2 separate regions of the Sus scrofa genome follow, and region 2 is linked to region 1. The links are chromatin contacts, called in public Hi-C maps. All regions are on one chromosome and are shown on one strand. The core of a region is the stretch at or near the end of the contact, and the rest is flanking DNA. Distances in the headings are between cores, read along the strand shown. Region 1 overlaps NCEH1 (neutral cholesterol ester hydrolase 1). Region 2 holds the start of NCEH1 (neutral cholesterol ester hydrolase 1).

What was found. A called contact is a pair of places that touch in the nucleus more often than the background predicts.
Region 2: a Hi-C map of fetal liver shows a contact between it and region 1, with 3 times the contacts expected there. The contact joins the promoter of NCEH1 here to the enhancer-like site in region 1. A contact is called at or near these places in 2 of 5 promoter capture datasets (fetal liver and liver), 30 of 47 Hi-C or Micro-C datasets (adipocytes, adipose tissue, alveolar macrophages and 16 more) and 2 of 2 datasets of contacts at active chromatin or transcription factors (alveolar macrophages and skeletal muscle).

What each region holds. Positions count from the first base shown.
Region 1 is chr13:111,158,150-111,164,170 of Sscrofa11.1, forward strand. It overlaps NCEH1 (neutral cholesterol ester hydrolase 1), which reads right to left. Exons shown (of 5, transcript NM_001243484.1): 3 at 4,786-4,855. Among named protein-coding and RNA genes, the nearest start is that of NCEH1, 46 kb to the right of the region's middle. Within about 2 kb of position 1,477, at least 1 of the 83 cell types and tissues checked has an H3K27ac peak or open chromatin away from gene starts, as enhancers often do. A contact at or near this core is called in fetal liver, where this site is marked.
Region 2 is chr13:111,203,787-111,209,022 of Sscrofa11.1, forward strand. NCEH1 (neutral cholesterol ester hydrolase 1) reads right to left here and starts at 3,499. Exons shown (of 5, transcript NM_001243484.1): 1 at 3,240-3,499. The coding sequence starts at 3,377.

The sequences.
Region 1 (6,021 bases), core at 227-2,726:
TCAGGAGTGAGAAAAAATCAACATTTCTTTTCCGGCCTTTTTTTTTTTTTTTTTTTTCTTTTTTTTCTTTTTCACCATCTCCCAAGAAGAGCTCAGGAGATTCACCTAATGAACATTTTTAAGGTTAATATTCTCCTCAGTCTTAAAGAACCCACAGGTTCAGTAGGGGTAACCTGAAACAAATCAACAATTACATTCGTATTGTGCTATTTGAGGGAGACAACCCCAGAGGAAGAACCTATTCATTCCTCTAGCAGGTAGAAGCTTCCTTTCCATTAAAAGAACATACAGCAGGAGTTCCCGTCATGGTTCAGTGGTTAATGAATCTGACTAGGAACCATGAGGTTGCGGGTTCGATCCCTGGACTTGCTCAGTGGGTTAAGGATCCGGCATTGCCGTGAGCTGTGGCATAGGTCACAGACGCGGCTCGGATCCTGTGTTGCTGTGGCTCTGGCATAGGCCAGTGACCACAGCTCTGATTAGACCCCTAGCCTGGGAACCTCCATATGCCATGGGTGGAGCCCTAGAAAAAAGACAAAAAGACAAAAAGAAAAAAAAAAAAGAACACACAGTAAAATTGCATAAAAGTGGAATTGTCGTGAATGGATGTTTGTTTCCCTTTACATTTGTCCAATGAGATCTGTGCATAAAGCCTGGAAGGGGATTCCCTTCTGTTTCTACTCTCAAAACTGGCCCTTGAGATAGCTTTGACTACCAGTCATTCAGAAGGGAGAGCAGAGCTTAGTGCTCTCTGCCTCCTCCCTTCCTCCCAAGCCCTCTCATTACACCCTTTTGGACATCCATGACCAACTCACTCTGTCTAACTTGGTTGTGCTCTTTCTTAGGAGTTCAATTCAAACCTCAATTCTGAGCCTTCAAACTAGGTAAGTTCTTACCTATTAGATGCCTCTGTTATTACTACCCTTTCTACTTCACATCACCTGTCACACTCAGCATTGCTTGTTCAAGGTTTGCTGTCTCATCTGGACTGTAAACTGCATGAGAGCAGAAACTATATGACTATATGACATTGGCTGTACCTCAACTAAAGCATGAGTGATGTAGCTCTTTGTGGGCTGGCTGGCCCAGATGGATCCTAATCACCTTATCATTATTTCTGCAAAAAAAAAAAGTACTGTGAGTTCCAAATACACAGATGATAAACAAATTTGTAAGTTGGACCTTTCTTCTATTCTATAGTCTAGAGCACTAATCCTCCAGACTTGTCTAGTGCTTTAGAGTACCTGAAGCCCTTTTATCTCAAATGTTCAAAATGATTCTCATAACAACTCTTTGAAGTCATTAACCCAACTCAAAATATACTTATTTAACACACATGTTCAAGCCTTATACCCAGGTGCTGGGGACCCAAAGGAAAGAAGATATGATTTCTGTTCCCAGTAGGGAGGGATTCCTAACCCTTCCTTTGCACATGGGGTTAAATGACTTATCTGAGATTATACAGCCTTGAGTAATGGTACATGCCCACTGCTATGATGCTAATCTGCTGATATACTGGATGCTACGGTGAATAGATTTGCACAGTGGGGAGTGAAGATAAAAGCAGGCCCCTTTTAAAAATATATCCTTAAAAACACCCTGTTTTAGAGTTTCCTGGTGGCTCAGAAGGTTAAGGACCTGGTGTTGGCACTGCTGTGGCAAGGGTTTGATCCCTGGCCCCACAACTTCTGCATGCCTCAGGTAGGGCTAAATTAATTAATTAATTAATTAAACACTTTGTTTAAAAAAGAAATCCTGTTTTATGATAAGCCTAGACTTAAAATAACACCTGTTTAACTGGAGACAGGTGTTGACAGGTGGAGAAGGGCATGCAAGAAGAGTTAAGCATGTTGTCAGTTGCTTAGATTAGCCCTGGAGGATAAGGTTTGTGTGGAGAATCCTCATGGTGCCAATAAAGCAAGTCTACCCTGCCTCCTTTTCTTGGGCCTGGGAAGAGCTGGAGCTACACAGGAAACCACTGAAGAGGCCATGAGGCTGGTTCACCAGCACCCAGCTACAGAGCCTTGCTCCATAATGGGGTTCAGCTACTTAAACAACCCCTGCCTTCCTCTGGCCAACTGCCTAGCCAGATGATACAATCATTTGCTTGAAGGTCCCTGCATTACAAAATTGCACCAAGGGCCCTTGAGTGATCAGGGAGGCCCAGCTGAGGATTCAGGGCAGCCTGGGAGCTGTCCAGAGCTTCCCAGAACCAAATCTGCTGAGGAGGCAGCCCCAGCACCACTCTGATTCCAAAGGTCCTGTTCACAGAGTCAGAGGAGCCAGCCTTTCCAAGAGAAGCAAGAATTCTCTTAGGTCTCAGATATGGAGTAGGGGCAAGGACAAGATGAGCTATGAATGGGAGCACAGAGGGAAGGGGACAGCTGGATAAGCTTGGGGCATGGAAAGTGGGTGATATTGCCATAACCCTGTCACTCAGCATCCTTAGCTTCCCTCAATATTAGTTTGACACTGAGTCAAAGAGGCATAGTGAACTGGGGAGCAATTCCACCTAGCTCAATTCCCCACTCTATCTATGTGACTAACTAGCCATGTGACCTCAGGCAGCTCACTTAACCTTTGGGTTCTCAATTTCCTCATTTATGAGGAAAATATCAAAATTTTTTTTTGTCTTTTTTTTTTTTTTTTAGGGCCGCACCCATGGCATATGGAGGTTCCCAGGCTAGGGGTCCAATCAGAGCCACAGCTGCTGGCCTACTCCACAGCCACAGCAACATGGGATCCGAGCCACATCTGTGACCTACACCACAGCTCACGACAATACCAGATCCATAACCCACTGAGCGAGGCCAGGGATCGAACCTGCAACCTCATGGTTCCTAGTCAGATTTGCTAACCACTGAGCCACTACGGGAACTCCATTATCAAAATATTTATATTGGCGATTTTATATGAGAATTAAACAAGATTCTCCATTCATTTACTCATTCTGTAAATACTAATTAAATGCTCTTTTGGTGTTCTGAGACTAAATTCCAACCTCCAGCAAGCAATGATCCAGACACCAGCTGGGTGTCCTATATTTCAACTCATTTCTGACAATCTCTACCTAGAAATATCATCAGATTCCACAGATTAAGGGTTCAGTCCTACAAAACTATAGGACCCCTCAACTTCAGATATCAGTCCGAAGGTCAGGTTATCACTTGCTTCTCACTAACTGGCTATAGATTGCTAAATTTCCAACAATCCCCTCCAACTCAGGGTGCCAATCCCAAGTCCAGGTTGTTACCTGTACTTTTGACCACCTGGCTAGAAATCGGAGCTTCCCACAACCTCCTCCTCAGGTTCAATTAATTTGCTAGAGCAGTTCACAGAACTCAGGGAAACATTTTACTTACTACATTACTGATCTGTTATAAAAGGATACAATTCAGGAACAGTCAGATGGAAGGGATGTGGAGGGCAAGGTATGTGGGAAGAGGCATGGACGGTCAATGCCTGCTCCAGTGCTACTCTCCCCAAGTCTACACATGTTCACCAAGTGGAAGCTCTCCATACCCTGTCCTTCGGGGTTTTGTGCAGGCTTCATTACAGAGTCATGATGGCTTCATCACTAGCCATTAGCGGCTGATTCAACCTCCAAGCCCTCTCCCCTCCCTGGAGGTCAGGAGGCAGAAAAGTTCCAACCCTCTAATCACAGGGTTGGTTCTCCTGGCAATCAGCCCCCCATCCTTAGGCACTTCTAAAAGTCACCTCATTTACATAACAAAAAGCACTTTTAACACTCTGGAGACTTAGGAAATTTCAAGGATTTGGGGGAGCTGTGAGCCAAGGACTTTGGACAAAGACCAAGTATATGCAAAAAATAGAGTTTGTCATCTGAATGACCAAATATATATTTCTTACAGATCATAATATCACAAATGTCCACTATCAGCTAGGGACATTGCCAAACACTGATGACAGCTATGAACAGAACCGACAAAAATCCCTAAAACTCTACCTTCATGTAACTTATATTGTCTATTTCTACCCAATACAATATAATAAGTTAAATATATGGCCTGCTGGATGTTGATGACAATTCTGGAGAAAATGAAGCAGAAGAAAAATGGACTGCAGTTTTAAGTACGGGTCAAGGAAGTGCTGTTGAGAGAATGATATTTGAGCAAAGATCTGAAGGAGGAGAGACAATGTTCATTATAGCACCTGCACAATGCCTGCCACGGAGTAGGTACCATGATTTTTATATATTACCATCACTGCAATTGTTATAGTCATTATTCACATTCTTCCTAATTTCCCAGAAAAATAGCTACTATAGAATGGGCAGAAACAACTCCAAATACTGATATTAATACTCATAGTAATAATGATAATAAGAGCTACATCAACTAACACTGGTTGAAAACATTACTATTCACAAGGTCTGAGTTACAGAACCTGACTCCAGGAGAATAACTTTTCCAACTCCTGGTTATAAGTGAGATTCTCCTAAAATGCTGATTGTTAGATTTAAAAATCATAGTAATCTCAAGTAATCAAACTATATACTGTAGATAACTAATTGTATATTTCTCTCAATTTCTGTTCATTCCTTTTCTAGATGTTTCCAGAACTAACATAAAAAGATACTGTGAAGTGTTACAAAGCTAGCTCAGAAAATTCTAGGTTAAACTGGAAATCATTTTCTGTGACTTTGGGAATGTCACTCTGGACTTTTATTTTACACTCTACTACTTATATAGAAAATAAAGTAACTAGATGGTTACCTAGGATCCCTTCTTACATTTTTTTCTAGGACTACTATTCATTACTTACTCAATGGAGACAATGACAGCATTCAGTTCCTCAGCCAATGTTGTACACAGTTCATCATAATTCTTGGTTTCTAAAAAAGAAAAAGGAACAATCACTCACCATGAAGCAGTTTTTAATACTATCCTTTTTTTTTTTGCTTTTTTAGGGCTCCACCCTCAGTACATTTAAGTTCTCAGGCTAGGGGTAGAAGAGGAGCTACAGCTGCCGGCCTATGCCACAGGCAGAGCAAGGCCAGATCTGAGCCATGTCTACGAGCTACGCCACAGCTCACAGCAATGATGGATCCTTAACTCACTGAGCAAGGCCAGGGATTAAACCCGCTTTCTCATGGATACTAGTCAGATTCATTTCTACTGCACCACAATGGGAATTTCCAAAACTATCTATCCTTAAATTCTGCTAATTATGGATTGTTTTTAGACTTGGACTCAAGTTATTAATAATAAAAATAATAAAAGCAAATATGAACATACATCTCACCAACATAGTCATACATACAAATGTAAAAAATAAATCTGGTTTCAGATAAAAGGCAATAACTATAAAATAATAGGAAATCTATACTGTCTTACCTTCGAATATGATTTTAACTAAATATTTATTTAATAATGGACTATATCATGCATCAAATTCTGATTTTGTAGTTCTTCTAATGCATGCTTTTCCAAAAATCATATCCAATAAGCAGTTTCCTTCTTAGAACCAAATTTTTTTCTCTTTTAACTCCTTCATTTGCTGCAATTCGGAAAAGGCACCAATTTGAAGAACATGGTATTCTATTTAAAACAATATTTAACAAACTGGAATTTTAGGAAGTCTTAGCATTTCTTAGAAAAAAAGTCCAAAGTGACAGAAGCAATTTTAATGTGTAAAAATTTAATCCCTTGGCGATTCTTTCAATAAATTAAGACTATGTCAACAGAAAGCCATAAATTACCTTGTTTATAGGCTTCCCAAGGCAGTCTTAGAAGCCGAAGTTCAATAACTACATAAATACCCGCATACCTCCTCCAGCCTGAGCTCATCCTCTGGCAGGAGTGATCAGTCAAAATTATGTGTGAAGGAGTTCCCGTCGTGGCTCAGCAGAAAGGAATCTGAGTAGCATCCATTAGGATGCAGGTTCAATCTCTGCCCTCACTCAGTGGGTTAAGGATCTGGCATTGCCGTGAGCTGTGGTGCAGGTCTCAGACGAAGACTGGATCCCACATTGCTGTGGCTGTGGTGTAGGCCAGTGGT
Region 2 (5,236 bases), core at 2,249-4,748, 48 kb after region 1:
TCCCTGGCCTTGCTCAGTGAGTTAAGGATCTGGCGTTGCTGTGAGCTGCGGTGTAGATTGAAGACACGGCTTGGATCCCGCGTTGCTGTGGCTCTGGCGTAGACTGGTGGCTTCAGCTCCAATTAGACCCCTCGCCTGGGAAACTCCATATGCCACAGGAGCGGCCCAAGAAAAGGCAAAAAGACAAAAAATAAATTAATTAAAAAATAATAATAATAAATAAATAAATAAATAAATAAAAATACTGCTGCTGGGACTTACCTCTCAGAGATTCTGAATAAATTTGGTATGTTGTATGACTTGGGCATTAGGATTTTTGAAAGTTCCCTAGGTGACTCCAACATAGCATCTGTGTTTGAGATGACTTAAGAAAGATCCCAGGTTGCTTTTTCTTAAGTAATATTGGAGAACTCCAAGGAAGAAAAGTACAAGGAACATAATCTTAATAATCTGACTCATCTGAACAAGATAAAGGAGATAATACAGGGGCAGCGAGGGGTGAAGCATTTGCTAAACAAAGAGAATAAAAGTAGCACCCACATTTCTTGATGCTAGGCAGGTGCCTGCAGTGTTAGGAAGTAGGCCAAGCCTTACCTTTGAAGCAGCTTTTGTAATTGAACCAATCAACTCAAACTAAAATGATTTGGACAACAAACTTTATGCCATACAATTTAGTGGTACCATCCCAAGTTTCAATGACATAAACTATATCTAGTTTACATTTGTCTTATTGTTTCAACAAAGTTGGGCAATACTGTAGGTTTTCCCCACAATCTGTAGTGGCCCTTTGGGACAACACTTAGAAGAAGAACTACAACCAGTTCCAGCACTCTTAAAAGGTAGCTATTAGCCCAATTTTACAAGGAAAACTGAGGATCAGAGAAGGTTATTAAATAGCCTGGTCTTACAGCCACTAAGTGGCCTGGCTGAGATGGGATTCAGGGAGGCATGAATCTAACTTTAACAGTCATGCTTTATTTACTAACAAGTGTCAAGCCACGTTGCCTTTTCCCCAGGACAATTTGAAGTGACATTGGTAAATAGCTTTCCTGGGTGGAATATGCTTCCTTGTGGTGTGAATGATCTTTCTGACATTTTACAATTCATAAGACAACTGATGAGAGCCACTTCTGTGCAATCCCCAACCACACCCCCCAGCCACAGTGTCAAGTGAGGACACTCTGTTACCTTATATCTCTATGACCTGGCATTACAAACAATATCATTTCCAAATGCCAGCTGAAGGCACATTCTGCAGAGGGCCATCCAGTCCAAAGACCTGCTTCACTGGGGAAGAAAGCCTTTTTTTCCAAACCTGGCTTTTCCCAAATTATGATAGGGATTTCTTCGGTGACCATAAAAGTAAGAATAATCTTTGTGGCCACATGGTAGTTTGATTCTTTTTCTTTTTCTTTTTTTTCTTATTCTTATTAGTCATTATTCTTTTTATTGTAGAAGGCCAAAGACTCCCAGATAGATATAACTGTACCCCAGAATCTTTAAAGGGTGTTACTGACCAGTTACATAATTTCTGGAAGAAGAGAGTAATTGTAGGGCTTCCTGCATGAAGATCGCTTTCCTTGGAATCACTGCCAGAGAAGAGGATGGTCATTCCTCCACCATGTTAACATCATAGTAAGAAGGAGGAAAGGAAGAGGCTCTAGAGCCTCATAGACCCTTCCTAAGAGACAAGAGGGGACTTGGAAGTGGAAAATGTGGCTGGATTCAAGAAAAGCAAAGTCCTCCTAGGAATGTGCTATGATATCCTAGTTAAGGGGCTCTTTGATTGGTCAAGGCCTCAGAGACTATATAATCCTACAATTAGAATAATTGTGGAAAAAGAAAATTAACCCTCTAAGAAAATCATGTTTTTTTTTTCTCCTTCTCTAGTTGTCATTCTTTTCTTTTCCTTTTTTTTTTTTTTTTGGCTTTTTACCTTTTCTAGGGCCGAACCCGCAGCATATGGAGGTTCCCAGGATAGGGGTCCAATCAGAGCTGTAGCTGCCGGCCTACGCCACAGCCACAGCAAAGCAGGATTTGAGCTGCATCTGTGACCTACACCACAGCTCATGGCAACGCCAGATCCTTAATCCACTGAGCAAGGCCAGGGATCAACCCACAACCTCATGGTTCCTAATCAGATTCATTAACCACTGAGCCACAAAGAGAACTCCTCTAGTTGTCATTCTTGAAAGGAGTTTACAAAAATAATCTAAGACCAAAGCCCAAGGTTGGGGGAAGGGAGGAGACTTGGTTTTGGAGGAGGGTTAAAAGTTTAGATAGAGTAGGCTGCTCAGAAATACTGTTCAATTATAGGGCTAAGCCTTGACTACAGATTGTAGTTTAGAGTTTGGATTTCTGGCACTAACAATGTCTCTGACATAGAATAAACCAGAAAGTTACATTTTCCTGTCTATGGAGTTAAAGAAATACACACCCATGATATAGTAGAGAGAAATGTGATCATGCCAGGGTAAGCCAAGGTATCCTGGCTCAGGCAAAGGTTATTTCCTCTACAGTCAAGGACATAAACTAAACGTTTCAGGGTAGGCAGAAAACAAATGCATTATGCAAACACCTGCTGCTACCACCTCCACAAATCTGGCCTCCAGCCAGCCAGCCAGGCCTCTTAGCCTCCTTTCCTGGGCTGGGCTTATGAGTGCCACGCATGAAATGCTAGATCTGTGTTGTTCCCCAAGTGTTTGGAGGAGCCTTGCCTGCTGCCCCTGGTAATGGAGGGCTCCATTGCCAGGATGCTGGGAGATCGCCCTTGCCCAAGTCGGCTTTTAAGGTGGCCGCATTCCCAGTAACCAGTGACTGTTTTTCCCAGAACCTTCCTAATAAAACACTTAACTCACTGTCCGCCGCCCCCTACGGGTGAACAGAAATGGGGAAGGGGTGGTTTATAAAATGCTGTAAAACTGGTTTTTGGCGCTGCAAACCCAGAAAGAATGGAGACATTTAGAAAAGACGAAGTATTAAACAGGAGTCAAATTCTATTCCAGAACTTCACCTTGTCCGTTCCCAACACAGACGAAGAGACACAGATCCAGCCCGCTGCTAGCAAGGAGGGGAATGCGACACCCTGAAAATGCCGGCCTGAACCACCTTAAAAAGCAACTGCCTCATCGCGTTAGAAAAATACAAATTCTCGTGGGACAAAGTCTGGAAATTCTGTTTCCCCCTTTAAATACTGCTTAAGAGGAGGGAGAGAGAATCAGCGATGTGCTGCGTCTCACCACTTGCTGTGCGCTCCGGAAAGCGGCGTCCAGCAGCCTCAGCTTCCAGGGATCGGACACGGAGCTAGGCAGGGGGATATAGACGTAATAGGCGGCCAGCGCCACCAGGGCGGTAAGCAGGACACAAGACGACTTCATCCTCTACCGGCTTGGCTATCCCGCCCGGCTGACAAGGAGAAAAGGGCAATCCACCCAAGGGCCTGAGGCAAGTTTTTCTAAAGGCCTGCAGCTCATTCACTGGTTTCTTATTTGCCCAGAAGCCTATCAGAGGCGGCGTCGGGAGGAAGTCAGAGAGCTGACGCGCCCCCTCTACGCAAAGAGGTGTCCTTGCAAAGTATTGTAGAGGATGCAGGTTTGAGAAAGCTCTGGGGCTGTGCTGGGTGTAGCACAGCGGACTCTGGAGGACATAGGCCGGTACTGCACGCCTGTGACCAAGGATTTCTTCCTGAAGATTCCCAAAGGGAAACATGCCCAGAATAGTTTCGGTGTGATGAGTTTATGTCTGTCCAAAGCACGCAGGCCATTCTGACTCAAAATGGAGTCTGATATGAGAAAGATAATAAAAATTCACTGTCTTCTACAAACATTTTCAAGGGAATGTAAACTCTAGCTGATTTGTGGGGGAAAATAATATAATAAATTTGTATAGCTCAAGCTATAAGCCACTTGTACAACTAGCACCCAAATCCTGGTTTCCAGATCTTATTCTCTAATAGAAGGAATCACGACTCTTGGCCAGAGAAAAGGCTGATTACAGGGCTGGGACAGGGAAAGTATAGGATGAATATGTTGTTCTGGAAGAGAAGGTGCTAAAAAAAGATGGGAACTAGTCAAATGGACACTTGCGGCATCTTGAAGGATCTCCCAATGGCTAAAGCTGGGGCAATTTTTATCATCAAAATAAATAATAATAGATTATAATAAGTGAATACAATAAATATTCAGGAGTCTACACTAATATAAATAAATGGGGAAATAACATGTGAAAAAATTCTTTCAGTGGGTCCATGGAAGCAAAAAAGAATTTGAATCCAGATTTCCTATTAAAGATAGGGGAGAAGGGTGGATATAGAATGTGAGAGAACTTCATGAGCAGAATTACAAGTAAGGATCCAGAAGGAAAAAACTGGAGAACAGTTTTAAGGAGGTGGTTAGAGAATAACTCCAAACTTACTGATCAAGGCCTTAAAACACTTGGTACCTATAATTTTGCACTGTGATATAGTAATTTAAATTTAAATTCAAATCAGTGAAATAATTTGGGACTGAAGAAATTATTGGGAGAAAGTTGGTTTACCATTCAAAGTTTGGAAGAAAACATTAATTTTATTTTATTTATTTATTTATTGTCTTTCTTCCATTTCTTGGGCCGCTCCTGCGGCACATGGAGGTTCCCAGGCTAGGGGTCGAATCGGAGCTGTAGCCACCGGCCTACACCAGAGCCACAGCAACATGCGATCTGAGTCACGTCTGCAACCTACACCACAGCTCACAGCAATGCCAGATCCCTAACCCACTGAGCAAGGGCAGGGATCGACCCCGCAACCTCATGGTTCCCAGTCAGATTTGTTAACCACTGAGCCACGATGGGAACTCCAGAAAACATTAATTTTATTTTGTCTTTTGAGGCCACACCATAGCATATGGAAGTTCCCAGATTAGGAGTCAAATCGGAGCTGTACCCTCTGGCTTACACCACAGCCACAGCAACACCGCCTCTGTGACCTACATCACAGCTCACGGCAACTCTGGATCCTTAATCCTCAAGGCCAGGGATAGAATCTATTATCCTCATGGATCCTAGTCAGTTTTGTTTTCGCTGAGCCACGATAGGAACTCCCAGGAAGAAAACATTTACATGAAGGGTATACTTCAATGATGTTTCAAGCATTCAATTTGAGATCATAATTTTATATCTCTTTTTTTTTATAACTAGCTAAGCATATAACTCTAAAGAGAAAGAGACGTATATGTTTGTGAGTGAATGTATGTGGTTA